2 separate regions of the Rattus norvegicus genome follow, and region 1 is linked to region 2. Evidence: chromatin contacts called from public Hi-C data. All regions are on one chromosome and are shown on one strand. Each heading gives the region's core, a stretch centred on a gene start, on an enhancer-like site or on the middle of the called end of the contact. The rest is flanking DNA. Distances are from core to core; before and after follow the strand shown.

Region 1 (7,515 bases), core at 3,844-6,343, 230 kb after region 2:
GGTAGGGCAGACCATCATGGAGTACTTGAGAGCACTTCTACATCATGGTGGACAGGAAATTGAGACGACAGACAGGAAGGGCCCAACTCTTGTGACCTACTTTCTCCAGCTAAGCCCACTTCCTAAAGTTCAGAGCCTCCTACAAGAGTGTCGCTGAGGATCAAGCACTTAAAACAAAGCAAGCTTGACATTCTATATTCATCCCATATCAAGAGGCAGTTTTCTTTTCTTTTTTTAAAGGGAAACCTCCAAATTATTTTTTTTAATGATTTATTTATTTACTTCATGTATGTGAGTACACTGTAGCTGTCTTCAGACACACCAGAAGAGGGCATCAGATCCCATTACAGATGGTTGTGAGCCACCATGTGGTTGCTGGGAATTGAACTCAGGACCTCTGGAAGAGCAGTCAGCGCTCTTAACCGCTGAGCCATCTCTCCAGCCCCAGAGCAGTTTTCATATGTCAAATACATGTCATATATACATATTTTTTGGCTTCTCAGACTATGAAAGCTTTATAGGCTTTTGTTAACTTTTCAGATTAAATTACTCAGACATTTCTAAGTTCTTTTTTGTTTTGTTTTGTTTTTTGCCTAACATAGACTTAGACACTTTCTTGTTCATTTCAAATGAAAAGGCTTAAACTGATTTTTTTTTTTTACTTTTAAAAAAAAAATATTTCCAAACTGGTATTTAGTATTTCAACATATATTTTACTCAGCTGACTTAACAAGTATATACTGTATTTACTCAATAAAATTTAAGTTTCTAAAATTTTGAATTATTTAAAATTGTCTTTGCTGGCATTTTGGCCCCATATTTATTTGCCTTTACTCCTCAGATTCTGTGCTGTTATGTGGGTACCAGCTAGGTATTTCCATTTTAATTAGCAGTAGGGTTTGTTATTTTTCAGTCTTTTTGAGGCCAGATTACTTGCAGTCAAAGCTTGGGCCATCCTGAACTCTGGTCTTCCTGCCCCAGGAATTACAGGTGAAAGTCACAATCTGTTTATGCAGTTAACTCAGAGCGGCTTGTATGCCAGGCCAACAGCACTTGTCCCCAGCCCAACAACAGCCCAAGGATCAGGACGTTGATTGCATTCCCTTGTGTCTTACTTGTACCTTTGTCTGTCCTTGTTTGAAGCAAGATCTCCTTTCTCTCTCTCCTCTTCCTTACACTTCAAAATGCATTTACTCTTTCTTCAGGCCAGCCTGGGGCAGGTCCCCAGTGTCCAAGCTCAGTGTTCAAATGGAATTTTCCTCTAGGTTTCTAAGATACAGTATATGTGAGGGAGTCAGTGTGCTCTCTCTCCTGCCCAACTCTTTGGCTATTTTGGAGTCTTGTTCTATAGGCCAGACTGGCCTTAAACTCATGATCCTCTAGCCTTAACTCCAGAGTGCTAGGACTACATGCACACGCCCTGAGAGTTTTCTTCTGTATGCAATATTAAACAAAACAAAACAAAACAAAACCTCACAGAAGCTGGGCGATTCTAGCACAGGAGGCAGAAGCAGGTGGATCACTATGAGTTCAAGGCCAGCCTGGTCTATACCACATGCATGCATGGTGTTCATTAAGTCCAGAAGAGAGTGTTGGATCCCCTAGAGCTGGTACCAGGAATTGGAATGGGTGTGAGCTACCATGTGGGTGCTGAGAACTAAACCCATGTCCTCTGCAAGAGTAACGAGCACTCTCATACCTTAAGCATCTCTCCACCTCCACATAAAAATACCCCCTTCCATACACACATACCTCCAAACAGGGTTTCACTGGGTAATCCAGGCTGTCCTGGAACTCACTCTGTAGACCAGGCTGGCCTCAAACTCACAGAATCCTAGGATTAAAAGGCATGCACCCCTACCACCCAGCCACAAACAAAACAAAACAGACTGGTGGGTGGGTGGAGGGTGGGAGGAAAACAAAACTAAACTAAAAAACTTAAGAGAAAAATCACACTTTCAAGCAAATTTTATATGTTAGAGCTCCTAACAGACATAGTAACATTTCTCTTTTCTTTCAGTTGCATTCCAATCCATGATGACAGGAGGCAACATAGGGAAGCAGATCGTCCGCATTTCAGAAGATTCTTCTCCGTAGTCTTGGTGTGTCTCCATCCAGGAGACCCTCTATTCTCCACTTCCCACAAAGATTGTTAAGACATGTTTAAAAATAATCTTATAGTACAGTTAGTTCTCATTCCTGTGTGATATTTTCTTTGTTGTATAACCACTTTATCTTCAATATCACATTCATTATACATTTAATATGTGATTGTTAACCATAATCAGGGGTTCTGTGGGTCATGACCCCTCTGGAGGGGTCACATATCAGATCTCCTGCACAACAGATATTTACGTTAATATTCATAACAGCAAAATTACAGTTATAAGGAAGCAACCAAATAATTTTATGATTGTGGGTCACCACAACAGGAGAAATTGTATTAGAGGGTTGCAGTATTAGAAATATTGATGCCACAATAGATTGAAATTATCTCCTCAGGTCTCCCACTGCCGAGACTGCTAGGATGCCAGACTGGTGTCACTTGTCACTTGGATAACTTTGCTTGTAAAAACTAATATTACATATATTTGTATCAAGTAATTAAAAGTCCCTGGGTGATTTTTAAACCCCAGGTTTTCTAACCCAACTGTTAATGGAATATATATTTTTAAATTACTTTTAGAAGTGAGTAAAATTCTACTCTAATTCTAAGGTGAGAAGTGGTTAACATTTGTTGAACTGGGAACATTTTTTAACATTTTTTACCATTCTTCAGACACACCGGAAGAGGGCATCAGACCCCATTACAGATGGTTGTGAGCCACCACGTGGTTGCTGGGAATTGAACTCAGGACCTCTGGAAGAGCAGTCAGTGCTCCTAACTACTGAGCCATCTCCAGCCCCCATTTTTACCATTCTTAAACTGAGGGTATTAGAATTGAGATAGCCTTTCCCTATTTTTAATGAGACTTTAGAACTCTCTATTTTACACACCCGAATGTCTGTGCACCACGTGCATGCCTGGTGCCTGCATGGGGCTCTAGTGCCTGCAGTGGGGCTTTGGGTCCCCCGGAGCTGGAGAGTTGAGCCACTCTGTGGGTGCAGGGCTCTAGAACGCAGGGCCTCAGGTAGAGCAGCCTGCCCAAAGAGAGGCTTCAATGGCCTAAGTGTATGGGTTTCGGGCAGCACTGGGGTATTTACAGATTGTGGGACAGTTGGTGGAGGGCAGACGTTTTGGATTAGGACTGGTATGAGAAGATAAGTGAGTTGATGGGAGGCTCCAGGAGCCAGGTTTACATTGAGAAGTTGATCTATGCGTGTTCTGCCAAACAATTGACTGTAGCAAGCCTAACAGCTTACTACATCTCATAAAAGCTTGTGTGTATTTTAGGAAAAACAGTTTTTAGACAGAATCTGTTAGGTTGGTTTCTATGTGATCCACGCTGGCCTGGAACTCAGTTATCCACCTGCCTGCCTGCCTCCAGAGTGCCAATGTTAAAGGCCTGTATTACCATGCTGGTACCTCGGAGAGCTAATAGACATAACCTTCACTAAGGAATCAATCACTGGTTAAAGTGAGTTGAGGATAGGTCAGGGCACACTGACCTCTAGGAGCCTTGAGGCTAATCCCTAACTGCACCTCCCCCCAACAAGCACCAAGTAAACAAGCTTCAGAAAATGGTAGGACTAAGTAAATTAACTAATGGTCATAGACGTGACTATTCCAGATATATTGATGTATCGCATTCGTTTTATTAATTGTAACTCAACCTTTAGAAAAATAAAACTGGAGCTGTTTTCTGAGTATGACTTATGGCCACTTTTTTACAGTCAATGTATTTTAGAGGCAAAACTTGTAATAAATGTATTCAAATTGTAATCAGTGAGGTTTTGCAGCGTTCTAACCTTGTTTTACATACTTTCTCTGGGTTCCAGTTTTTCTTTCTGGTAATTCTTCATCTCTTCAGGTATCGGTAACTGCCAAATCTATTTTGTGTATTTAATCCTTACTTCAATTTTAGGATTTTAGCTCCTAGTTAACATTTCCTTGCCACCCCCAAGGTTTTGTCCAGATACGATGTAGCCCAGTTGTCCTTGTCATGGCAATCCTCAAATGAGATTACAGTGCCCAGCACAAACTGTATGGAGGAAGTGTTTTCTCCCAGGACGTTTTGTACCAAAACTACTCCCTAGCTCATCCAGACTCCTGGCTTATCTCTAAACTTGAAAATAAGCACTTTCAGAGAACATTAATTCCCACAGGCATTATCTTTAGACCCCTACTCTTCTGCACCACATCATGGTTTGTTTGTTTGTTTTTTGGACAAGGTCTTACCATGAACAGCCCTAGTTCACAGGAACTCCTCTAGTGTTGGGATTGCTGGAGTCACAGGCCTGTACCACCACGCCAGATCTTAAATTTCACACAGTCAAACTCGAAAGTTTCAACAAGAACTATTATCCAGCTTGGAACTTTGGTATCTGAGCCCACAGTCAGGGCATCCAAGATCTCTGGAGAATTCTTAAATGTTTCTAAAGCTGTATGAGCATGTGCCTAAATTCATGCCCAGTCCTATGGGCAATGCAGTTCTTCATTTCCAGGTCCCTCTTGGGCCATGAACATTTTTAATGCTCTTTATGCGGTTTTGGTGTTTCGGGAGCACAATTTCTCGTCAGCTGTCATTAAGTCCTCATCTCCGGAGAAAGCTACCCCACCATCTCACCCATCCCAGCCGCCGCCGTCGCCGCCGCCGCCGCACTCCTCGCCTCAGCCGGAAGGCAGTGACGTCACGGCTAGAATGCACTGACCTGGTTTCACATTTCGCGGACCTGAGAGCCTTGAAGGGCAGAGAAGGGGGCGGGACGCTGTGGTTCCTCGGTCGGGAACCCTGTGTGTGTCGGGGTGTGTGTATGTAGTGGGGAGCAGAGGACCGGTCTCCGCAGCTGCCCAAGAGTCAGCACCTCGACCTGAGTAACACCGTAGGGCGGAGAAGAAAGCCAGTGGGTATGTTGGTGGGGGGCGGCCAAACTTCCTGTCCCGCTCTGGAGCTGCTTCCGGCGGGAGCCGGAAGACGCCGAGTGTGGACGGAATTCGGGACTGACTGACGGACGGCGGCCAGCTGCCCTAGACTGGAAGGTGAGCTCCAGGCTAGTGCTAGCCACACCCGCTCGGCTAGGTGGTCCCGCAGAGAAAGGAAGCCACTGCGGGATCTGGGGCTCTAGAGCCGAGGTCGCCCCCGAAGGGCACAAGGAAGCCGCCCCCTTATGCTCCCCCAGGCGTCTAGCGGGCGGGGAGCGACGGGTCCGAAGCCGGGCGGCTTCGGCCCTAACCCCTTTGAGGAGCTGGGGCACGCTGTTTCTTCTCTTTTGCTTGTTTTTGCGGGAGGGTGTTTGGAAACCAGACTGCCCCCAGAAAGCCAGAGTTAGCGAGTCCCCGAGGCGGAGGCTCCGGACTGCACCCGCAGCCGGGCCTGCCCGCAGACCTAAGGGCCTTCGGCTGAGGCCTTTGTGCTGGCGGAAAGGGTTACAGCGGTGCCCTGCCGGCGTTTCACCCAGGGCTGCCGGTTCCTATCCTGCGTCCACTCTCTTCCTTGGTCAGGAATAGGGACGTCTGCGGACCAGGGCTGGACCTCTGGTGTCTCCTCTGCCTGTCACTTGAGGCCCGTGTGTGGGCTGCGAGTGTTTGCAGCCAGGATGTGTTTTGTACATTCAACTTGTTCTCTGAAGTTTCTCAAGAGAAGACTACCCAATTAGTTTATTAAACTTTGTCTCACTTGCTCACGAGGTTCTGAAATGTACTTAGGATCCACTCGGGAGTTAAATATTATTGATTTGGGATTAAGAGTTCATACATTTACACTAGAGTTTGACACAAAGGGCAGTGTAACGTATGCAAAGAGAATAAAACAGTGCGAAGTAAAGACGGGCAATTCTGGGTGTCTGGAATTGAGACGTATTACTCTTTGTGTTATCGTGTCGTCTGGCAGAATACAGGGCAAGCATCAGAAGATGTGGATTCTAATTTAAGCTTTGTAGCCCAGTAGGTGTCAAATTTAGGTAAATCCCACAATTTCCAAGGATTTTGTTTTTAGTGGGGGGGGGTATGTCAGTGAAGAGGTTTCCCCTTAGGGGCCGGCCATTATTCTGAGATTCTAAACTGCATATGGGGAGTGACAAGCATTTTTGTGTTTTGGAAAAAAAAATAATGCGTGTTTGGGTAAAATATAGATTGGAAAGGGTAATTTTAAAAGGCAAGGTGACCACGCAAAAGTTTGTGCTAATAGTGTAGTTGACCAAAAAAGAAAAGGGTAATTGAAAGGTACTGAGAAATCTAGATAGCATCCTAGGAGGGGTAAATTTGGGGTCTGATTATTATTGATGACTGAGACTATGTAAACATGTAGGATGAGAGAGGTTGCAGCTGAGTGGGAAGTGGAGTGGCGATAAATGAATGAGATAATTCAAGAAGAACAGGTTTGCTGGGGGAGATGGTAATCTGCCTTTAGACGGGGTTTGGCTGGAGACGCTGATGTAGAATTACCCCACAAGCAATTAATAATGAAAGCTTGGAATTGAAAAGTCGGAGCATGGGGTTGGGGATTTAGCTCAGTGGTAGAGCGCTTGCCTAGGAAGCGCAAGGCCCTGGGTTCGGTCCCCAGCTCCGGAAAAAAAAGAACCAAAAAAAAAAAAAAAAAAAAAAGAAAAGTCGGAGCGAAGGGGTGGGGAATTGGGTATCATGTGTCACGTTATTTATCCTCTATCTGAGTGTTTATCCAGTGCTTTCTGTGTAGTCACGTGGAAACTTGTATGGAGGTCATTTTAACCCACAATAATGACTAAGTTAGACGTGGGTAGTGACTTCAGGGTTCCTTTTGGGAACATGTAAAATTAGCCACGCATCGAGGTACACGCCTGTAGTCTCAGTGTTCGGAGGTGTGAGAAGATGTGAGCAGGAGTGAGCGGGAGTTCCAGGTCAGCCTATGTTAGAGCCTGTCTGTGAACCCTTTCAGCCCCTCCCCCAACAGCCTAACAACCAAAACTGAGCATGTGTGTGATTTCAGAACTATGAATATACTAAAGACAGTTTAACTGTACTTGTCAAAATGTGTGAGAGGATCTGGGCTTAGTTCCCAGCACCCCACATGGTGATTCCTAACCTTCTGTAACTCCAGTTCCCTCTGCCTCCATGGGTCCTGCATACATGTGATGTACAGACATCATGCAGGCAAAATACCAATGCATGATAAATAAAAACTAAAAATCTTAAAAATGAACTGTTCCAGTGAAACATCATTTTTGAGACAAGGACTCAACTATGTAACCTCGGCCGGCCTGGGAACTCAATATGTAAACCAGGCCGGCCTCAAACCCCTAGCAATATGCTTACCTATATTTCTAGAGTGCTGGAATTGAAGTGTGTGCCACCGTGTCTGTCTCCAAAAAATACTAATTTTTTTATAAAAGATTTGCGTTGCAAGAACAAAATTTTCATTTCAGCTTTTGAATCCGGTT
Region 2 (7,670 bases), core at 1,722-4,221:
GGGCCAGTCCACGCACCGTGATCCTCAGCGGCTCGTCCCAGCAGCTGCGGCCGGTGGGCTCCAGGGTCAGCCTTGCCTCCATGAGGAGCGAGGGTGGGGTGGGGGTGGGGTGGCCTGGGAGAGCACGACCGGAGTTCGGAGCAGAGCCTGACCTGCTGTGGAGGCGACCTAGTGCGTCTCTGGGAGTTTCTGACTCGTGGGCTCCGCGTGACAAGACAAGGACAGTGGGATGATCCGGGAAGTCAGAGTAACAGTGAGGCAGAGCCAAGGTGGAAGATTCGGCCCCTGTCCACATCTACTCTTTTTTTTTTTTTTTTTTTTTTTTGGTTCTTTTTTTCGGAGCTGGGGACCGAACCCAGGGCCTTGCGCTTCCTAGGTAAGCCCTCTACCACTGAGCTAAATCCCCAGCTCCCACATCTACTCTTACTGTGAGAGTTGGGCGATCGATTGGTGGACGATCGATTGGTGGCAACGCTATGGCTTTCCACGTAAATAAAAGTAAGAACATAAAAATAGTTAAGACCAGTTAACTTGAAAAACCGATGTATTTCGTACAGTTAGAGTCTTAGAATCCCTAGTGGGATGCTATGCCTTTAATTCCAGCATTTGGAAGGCAGAGGAAGGTGGATCTCGAGGTCAGCCTGGTCTAAGGAGTAAGTTCCAGGACATCCAGGGCTACACAGGGCTACATTTGTCTCAAGGGGGGTAAAAAAAAACCAAGCCAGAGACAAGAGAAAGGGGGTGGGGATAGGTAGGTAGTGACTTCTAGGAATTCTTCAGGCTACTGGGAGTGTGCCCATGAACAGAGCTGTAGAATCCTAATGTCTTTCTTTCTAATGCCTGATGTGTATATAGTTGGACCTCACCTTGCTGTCTAGGTACTCCCACTAGAGGCTTCTATCAGTGGAGGCCCCAGATCTCAGACTGGATTACAGAAACTTTAAACATTTTCTCTTCATAAATTAATACCCGGGAATATCTCACTGCAGTAATGTAGACCTGGTTAAAACAATTATCTGTGGGAAAGAATGCCTGGAGCAGAAGAATATCTCCTAGGGTCTGGTGTTGGTCTTTTCTAGATCTTGTTCTGCCTGCATGTTTGTGTGTATAAATTCACATGACACATTCGACCTTTTCTTTTCACATGTGCCTTTCCTAGGTTTCAATTTGTTTCTCAAAGGTTGTGTGCCAGAAAAAAAAAAAACAAACAAAAAAACAAAAACAACTCACTCTAGATCAGGCTGGACTTGAACTCACAGAAACCCAGCTGCCTCTGCCCCCCAAGTATTGAAATTAAAAGCATGTGCCACCATCGCTTGGCACTGTGTGGTAGGAACTCCATATCCGCTGTACCTGTAAGAATAGGTAAAAACTTTGAAAGAACGCTGTATTGGTGAATGGACGGGGTGGGTTATCTCTAGTTTTCTCTTCGAAGGATGAGTATGACCCTTTTTCTTGCATGCTCTGTCTGCCTGTGTGTGTTTGTTTAAAACAGAATCTCTCTCTATGTAACCCAGGCTTGCTTTGAATTACAATTATTGGAGTTCAGGAATTGCCACTCAAACCAAATGAACCATGACCTTGGTTAAGCAAGAGTAGTTTATTGAATGCACACCTTAATACTGGATATCCAGGACCACAAAAGGGACTCAGGAACCCAACCGCAGTACAGTCTACTCTCAGAGTAGACTTTTTTAAATAGGAAAACCACGTTAAAAAGTTTAAAGGGCGAGTAGGGGAGCAGTTGGCTTACTAGGCAAAGTATTCTCAAGGGCGTGGATGGGTGGTGAACAGGAGAATCTCACAACACTGAGATAACAGAGCATGAGTATTGTAGTCATAACTTTTTGGCTTATTAGTAGCGTTCTTCAGTGTCGGTTACGAAAACCACGGTGAACTCATACATAGGTGCTGGAAGGACTACCAGCTGGTCATCCCTGACTCAAGATATTTTACACATAACCGTTCATATCAACTTTTGATTTGGTGGGTTCTATGTAAAGCTTTGTGAAATTTCTTAAGATTAGCAAATCTCAGGGCTGGAGAGATGGCTCAGCCGTTAAGAGCACTGACTGCTCTTCCAGAGGTCCTGAGTTCAATTCCCAGCAACCACATGGTGGCTCACAACCATCTGTAGTGAGATCCGATGCCCTCTTCTGGTGTGTCTGAAGCACCTACACTGTACTTATACATAATAAATAAATCTTAAAAAAAATTAGCAAATCTCAGTCAGAACACACAGAACAAAACAGGGTGTGTGGTCAGCATGGCCTGAGCCAAGTCACTTCTCTGTGTCAGTGACTGGCAGTCATGTCACAGCAACAATATGAAATAGCTGGCAGGCATGGAACAGAATAGCTATGCTGGAGGGTGGCTGTCAGCCTAACACAGCGATTCTCCCATGTCTGAGTCAGTACACCCAAATTTGAGTGCTGTTGACTTTCCACTACTGGATGACATGTGATTGAATATAGGCCCCTCCAGGGTTGACTTCTCAGACTTCAAAACCATAAGACACAAATAAATCTGTTCTTTATAAAATATCTAACCTTTTTTTTTCTTTTGGTTCTTTTTTTTGGAGCTGGGGATCGAACCCAGGGCCTTGCGCTTCCTAGGCAAGCTCTCTACCACTGAGCTAAATCCCCAACCCCAAAATGTTTTGCTGAATGTGCTGATGATGCGAGGTTCAGCATTCTTTTTTTTTTTTTTTTTTTTTTTGTTTGTTTCTTTTTCTTTTGGAGCTGGGGACCGAACCCAGGGCCTTGAGCTTCCTAGGCAAGGGCTCTACCACTGAGCTAAATCCCCAACCCCGTATCTAACCTTTTATATCTCCCTGAAGTAGGAAAAAAAAAGGCCTTAAATAAAAGTAATAGAATATTTAAAGGTTGTTTGTTTTTATAGAAAGTTGCTACTCAATCCACGCAAGGGCTAGACTCTGCCTTGATTTTATTCAGCTAGTGTTACCAACCAATCCTCAACACTATGTGGACAGAATCCTCTGTGGTGGAGAGTGCCACTGCTGCTACTCTGACCTACATCCTTCCTGTATATAGTCAGCCTGTTTTCTGTCCCTGTCTTGTCTGAGGCACGTGAGCCAGGGATAGGGAACTCTCAGAGACGGCACTAGGTTTCCTCTACAGCAGGTCAGGCTCTCCTCCACAGCAGGCCAGGCTCCGCTCCGAACTCAACTCGCGTGGCACTACACGAGGTTTCCAGCTCCCTATGGCGGCGACGCTTACTCTGGAGCCCGCCGGCCGCAGTTGCTGGGACGAGCCGCTGAGCATCGTCCTGAGCGGCCTGGCCCCGGAGCAGTCTGTCACACTATGCTCGGCCCTGCGCGACGAGAAGGGTGTGCTCTTCCGAGCCCACGCGCTCTACCGCGCTGATGTCCAAGGAGAGCTGAACCTGGCGCTCGCTCCCGCGCTGGGCGGCAGCTTCACGGGGCTCGAGCCCATGGGGCTGATATGGGCCATGGAGCCCGAACGGCCTTTCTGGCGTTTGATCAAGCGCGACGTGCAGACGCCCTTAGTGGTGGAGCTGGAGGTGCTGGACGGACACGAGCCCGACGGCGGTCAGCGGCTTGCACAGGCGGTGCACGAGCGTCACTTCATGGCTCCCGGGGTGCGGCGCGTGCCCGTGCGCGAGGGCAGGGTGCGCGCCACGCTCTTCCTGCCCCCAGGTGAGCAGCCCACCCCACTCCTGTGCTCACAGCCTAGTCTATCTTCTGGTCCTGAATAGACCCCCTTGGGTTCTATCACATAATTGCCTAACTTTAGTAACCTTGTCCCCATTCTCCAAATTCTCAGTCGTCTGTTTTTGTTTTGTTTTGTTTTGTTTTGTTTTTTGGAGCTGGGGACCAAACCCAGGGCCTTGCACTTGTTAGGCAAGCGCTCTACCACTGAGCTAAATCCCCAACCCCCTCAGTCTTCTTTAAGAGTAAATTTTCTACCAAGTCTCACTCCCTTAAGGCACCATGAATCCCTCAACTATATGCTGAAGAGGGAGTTCAACTTACTTTATTGAAACTCACTAAATGCTAGCCAGGTGAAGGAGTTTTAAATACTGATATAATCAATAACGTATGGCTGTAGTAAGAGTGACTTTTGTCTCTTTTCACATCAAACTTTCAAAGAGCCTTTAACCCACAAATGAAGACAGTGTTCCCGAGTCGTTAAAGTGCACAAGAATATCCATGGCAGAACCTCTCCCCACCATAAACGTGCTGGTGGTAGTTTTCAACCTAGGGTGATTTTTGCCCCTCCATGAGGACATTTGGCAATATCTGCAGAGATTTCATTTGTCAAAAAATGAAGGCGAGAGCCCAGAGGTGGTGATGCACACCTTTACTTCCAGCAGGGGAGACAGGTAGTCTGATCTCTGAGTTCAAGGCCAGCCTGGTCTACAGAGCCAGTAACAGGACAGCCAGGGCTACAGAGAGAAACCTTGTGGCGGGGGTGGGGGGTAGGGGTGAGGGTGGAAGGTATGTGTGGGATCGGGGGAGGGGGTGCTGTTGCCAGTTAGCTGGTAGAGGCCAGCAATGCTGCCAACTTTCTAACTTTCCCATCAAATACCAGACAGCCCCAGAATAAAATTATCCTGTTCCAAATGGATAGTGTGATCGGGAGATAGCCCAGTCTGCAAAGTGCTTGCTTGGCGACCACGAAGATCTATGTAAAAACAGTGGAAAGACAGTTCCCGGCACACCCCTTCTAGCGACAGAAAACTACAAGTTAGTCATTGCAGTACACAGAATTTTGAAACTTATTTTGGTGGTCGTTGCACAAAGTAAGAGAATCTCCCTCGCTTTTACAGCTCTTTACTTGTGGTTGCTTGGTACAGTGGGACCACCTGTGACTGGAACTGAGACCTACTCCATTTCTGTTCATTTCTGGAGACTTCCACAGAACTTTAATAGGAGCTCTGTAAGTCACCATGACTGATTAAGTCATCCAGAAAAAATATTTATCCTAGTCACTGTTCTATTGCTGTAAAGAGACACAATGAAAGAAAACATTAAATTGGGGGCTCCCTTACACTTTCAGAGGTGCATACATTATCATCATGACAGCATGTAGCATTCGGGAAGATGCCCAGGCAGCAGCTGAGAGCTAAAACCTGATCCACAGGCAGAGAGAGCAAACTCCAGGCCTATTGTGGGCTTTTGAAACCTCAAAACCCACTCCCAGAAAAGAGTTTTGTTGTTTTTTTCTCCAACAAAGCCACACTTCCTAATTGGTCTCAAACACTGCCACTCCCTGATGACTAAACATTGAAGTATATAGGCTCATTCTTATTCAAACCACCACAAAGTTACCAAGGTTTTTATTAAGGCCCAGCAAACAACACGGGACACAAGTAAACTATTTAAATAGTATGGGATTATGTGTTTGAAATCCCAGGCTCTCGGGAGGCTGAGGCAGGAGGATCAAGAGCTCAAGATCCTGCATTACAAAGTTTGAAACTAGTGTGGACTACAGGAGACTGTCTTAAAGAATAAGAGGAAAATGAAGAAAGGGATGAGGGGGAAAATCACCCCAAATTTCATTGTCTACTATGTAGCCTCTGTTGCTTTGCATGAACATGCCCTTCATGGACTTATATATTTGAATATCTTGTGCCCATTTGATAGACCTGTTTGGAAAGGATTGGGAGGTATGGTGTGTCATTGGATTGGCTTTTGGTGTCTCAAAGGGGAGCACCGTTCTCAGCTCTCTCTGCCTCGTACTTGTGGATCCTCTATGAGCTCCCACCTACTGCTCCAAAGTTCCCCTCCCAACCCTAGGATGGTCAGGGAGGTCAGGGACTCCAACCCTCTGAAACTATGAGCTCCGAATTAAATGCTTCCTTTTATCGTTTTATCCTGCTCTGGTCATGGTGTTTTATCAAAGGAATAGAAAAGTAACTAAGACATGGCCTCTCAATTTGGGGTAAAACTTATAGCCCAATAGAATTATTCTTATACCCATAGTACAATGTGGCAGGTCCTCTGAGAGGGAGGTACTGGTGAAGGTGCTGGTGAGAATGTGTCTAAGACTATCTGAATTGAAAGTTGCAAATTACAAAGCTGAGCCCATCAAAATCAGGAGGGAGGGAGAATACCAGAGTCAGCAAAAGAAACAGCACATACAAACATCCAGGGACCAAAACAACTCAGCTAATGTAGGGTGCCCTTCTTTAAAGGTAGAACAGATGACGAGAAGATAGGGCTATCCTCTAGTAATCCCTGGTGGCCCTAAGAGTGCTTTATATCCTTAAAGCATTTAGATATTTTCTAAGGAAACTGAAAAAAGTTGTTGGAAGATGTGTTACTTTTTTAAACTTTATTTTTTATTACCGTGACAAATTAGGGAGGGAAGATATTTTGTTACACTTCTCTTTTTCTTTGTAACTTATTAAAACCAACCAGACCATATGGTGGTGCATACCTATAATCTTAGGAGACAGAGGCAGGCGTACCTCTGAGTTTGAGGACAGCCTGTTCTACATAGTTAGTTCCAAACCAGCTAGAGCTACATAGTGAGACTCTGTCTCAATCCCCGCCACCCACCCCCACCAAAAAAAAAAAATAGCCAGATGTGGTGCCACACACATCTGTAAGTCCACTGTTGAGAGGCAGAGGCAAGAGGATCAAGGGCTCCTTATACAATGTAATAAAGCCAGGTCTCCCAAGAAAGAAAGTGAGAAGAAAGAAGAAAGGAAGGAAGGAAGGAGGGAAGGAAAGAAGGAAGGAAGGAAGGAAAGGAAGGAAGGAAGAAAGGGAGGAAGAAAGGAAGAAAGAAAAGCTTTTTCTTGCTGATTGCCAAAAATCTGAATCCTTAAATATCTTTTGAGTAGCTAAAGCCTCTTGTGATGTAATGGTGTGTGGTCTTCCGCAGGCGAGGGCCAGTTCTCTGGGATTATTGACTTGTATGGAAGTATTGGTGGCTTACGTGAGTACAGAGCCAGCCTCCTGGCTGGGCATGGTTTTGCTGTGCTTGCTCTGGCTTATTTCCAATTTGAAGACCTCCCTGAATATTTGAGCCAAGTGCATCTGGAGTACTTTGAAGAAGCTGTGACCTTCATGCTGCACCATCCACAGGTGGGTCCCAGTGCTGGTCTGAATACAAAGGAAGGTGAAGTGGACTCAGGCCAGAGCCAAAAGCCCTGCCAGGACACTGGCAATTAGAAATATGAAGGGAGACCCGAGCAGTCCCTTAACAGTTGCTAAGATTATTCCTTTTTCTGCCCGTGTCTCCTATCTCTTAAGATTTAACTGTTCCCCTTTGTAACCACCATAACTCCCAAAGCGATAAGAAACTGCTAACCTTGAGTTCTCCCACAACTGTCCTCCAAGTACATCTCAGAGGCTTGCCTTTTTCTCATTACTAACATCAATACAAGTTTTTAGTGGGAGAGCTCCACTAAAAAGAGACACCTTTGAGACCATCTATGGGTGACACTGGCACAGGAATGGCGTTTTTGATGTTACGGATCCTCATCTGTATGGTAAGGGTGATAAATTTCATTGTGCTGGCTAGTTTTTTTTTCTTTTTTTTTTTTTTTTTTTTGGAGCCGAGGACCGAACCCAGGGCCTTGCGCTTGCTAGACAAGCACTCTACCACTGAGCTAAATCCCCAACCCTGTGCCAGCTAGTTTTATGTCCACTTGACATAAGCTAGAGTCATCAGAGA

The links. A called contact is a pair of places that touch in the nucleus more often than the background predicts.
Region 1: a Hi-C map of Schwann cells shows a contact between it and region 2, with 2.7 times the contacts expected there. The contact joins the promoter of Zfp410 here to the promoter of Acot6 in region 2. A contact is called at or near these places in 2 of 12 Hi-C or Micro-C datasets (the Rat2 cell line and Schwann cells).

The regions. Positions count from the first base shown.
Region 1 is chr6:109,690,350-109,697,864 of GRCr8, forward strand. It overlaps Zfp410 (zinc finger protein 410), which reads left to right and starts at 5,094. Exons shown (of 12, transcript NM_001108042.3): 1 at 5,094-5,140. Ptgr2 (prostaglandin reductase 2) reads left to right here. Exons shown (of 10, transcript NM_001399426.1): 10 at 2,021-3,883. The coding sequence ends at 2,097.
Region 2 is chr6:109,460,542-109,468,211 of GRCr8, forward strand. Acot6 (acyl-CoA thioesterase 6) reads left to right here and starts at 2,972. Exons shown (of 3, transcript NM_001305285.1): 1 at 2,972-3,679; 2 at 6,876-7,078. The coding sequence starts at 3,223. It also overlaps the pseudogene Acot5-ps1.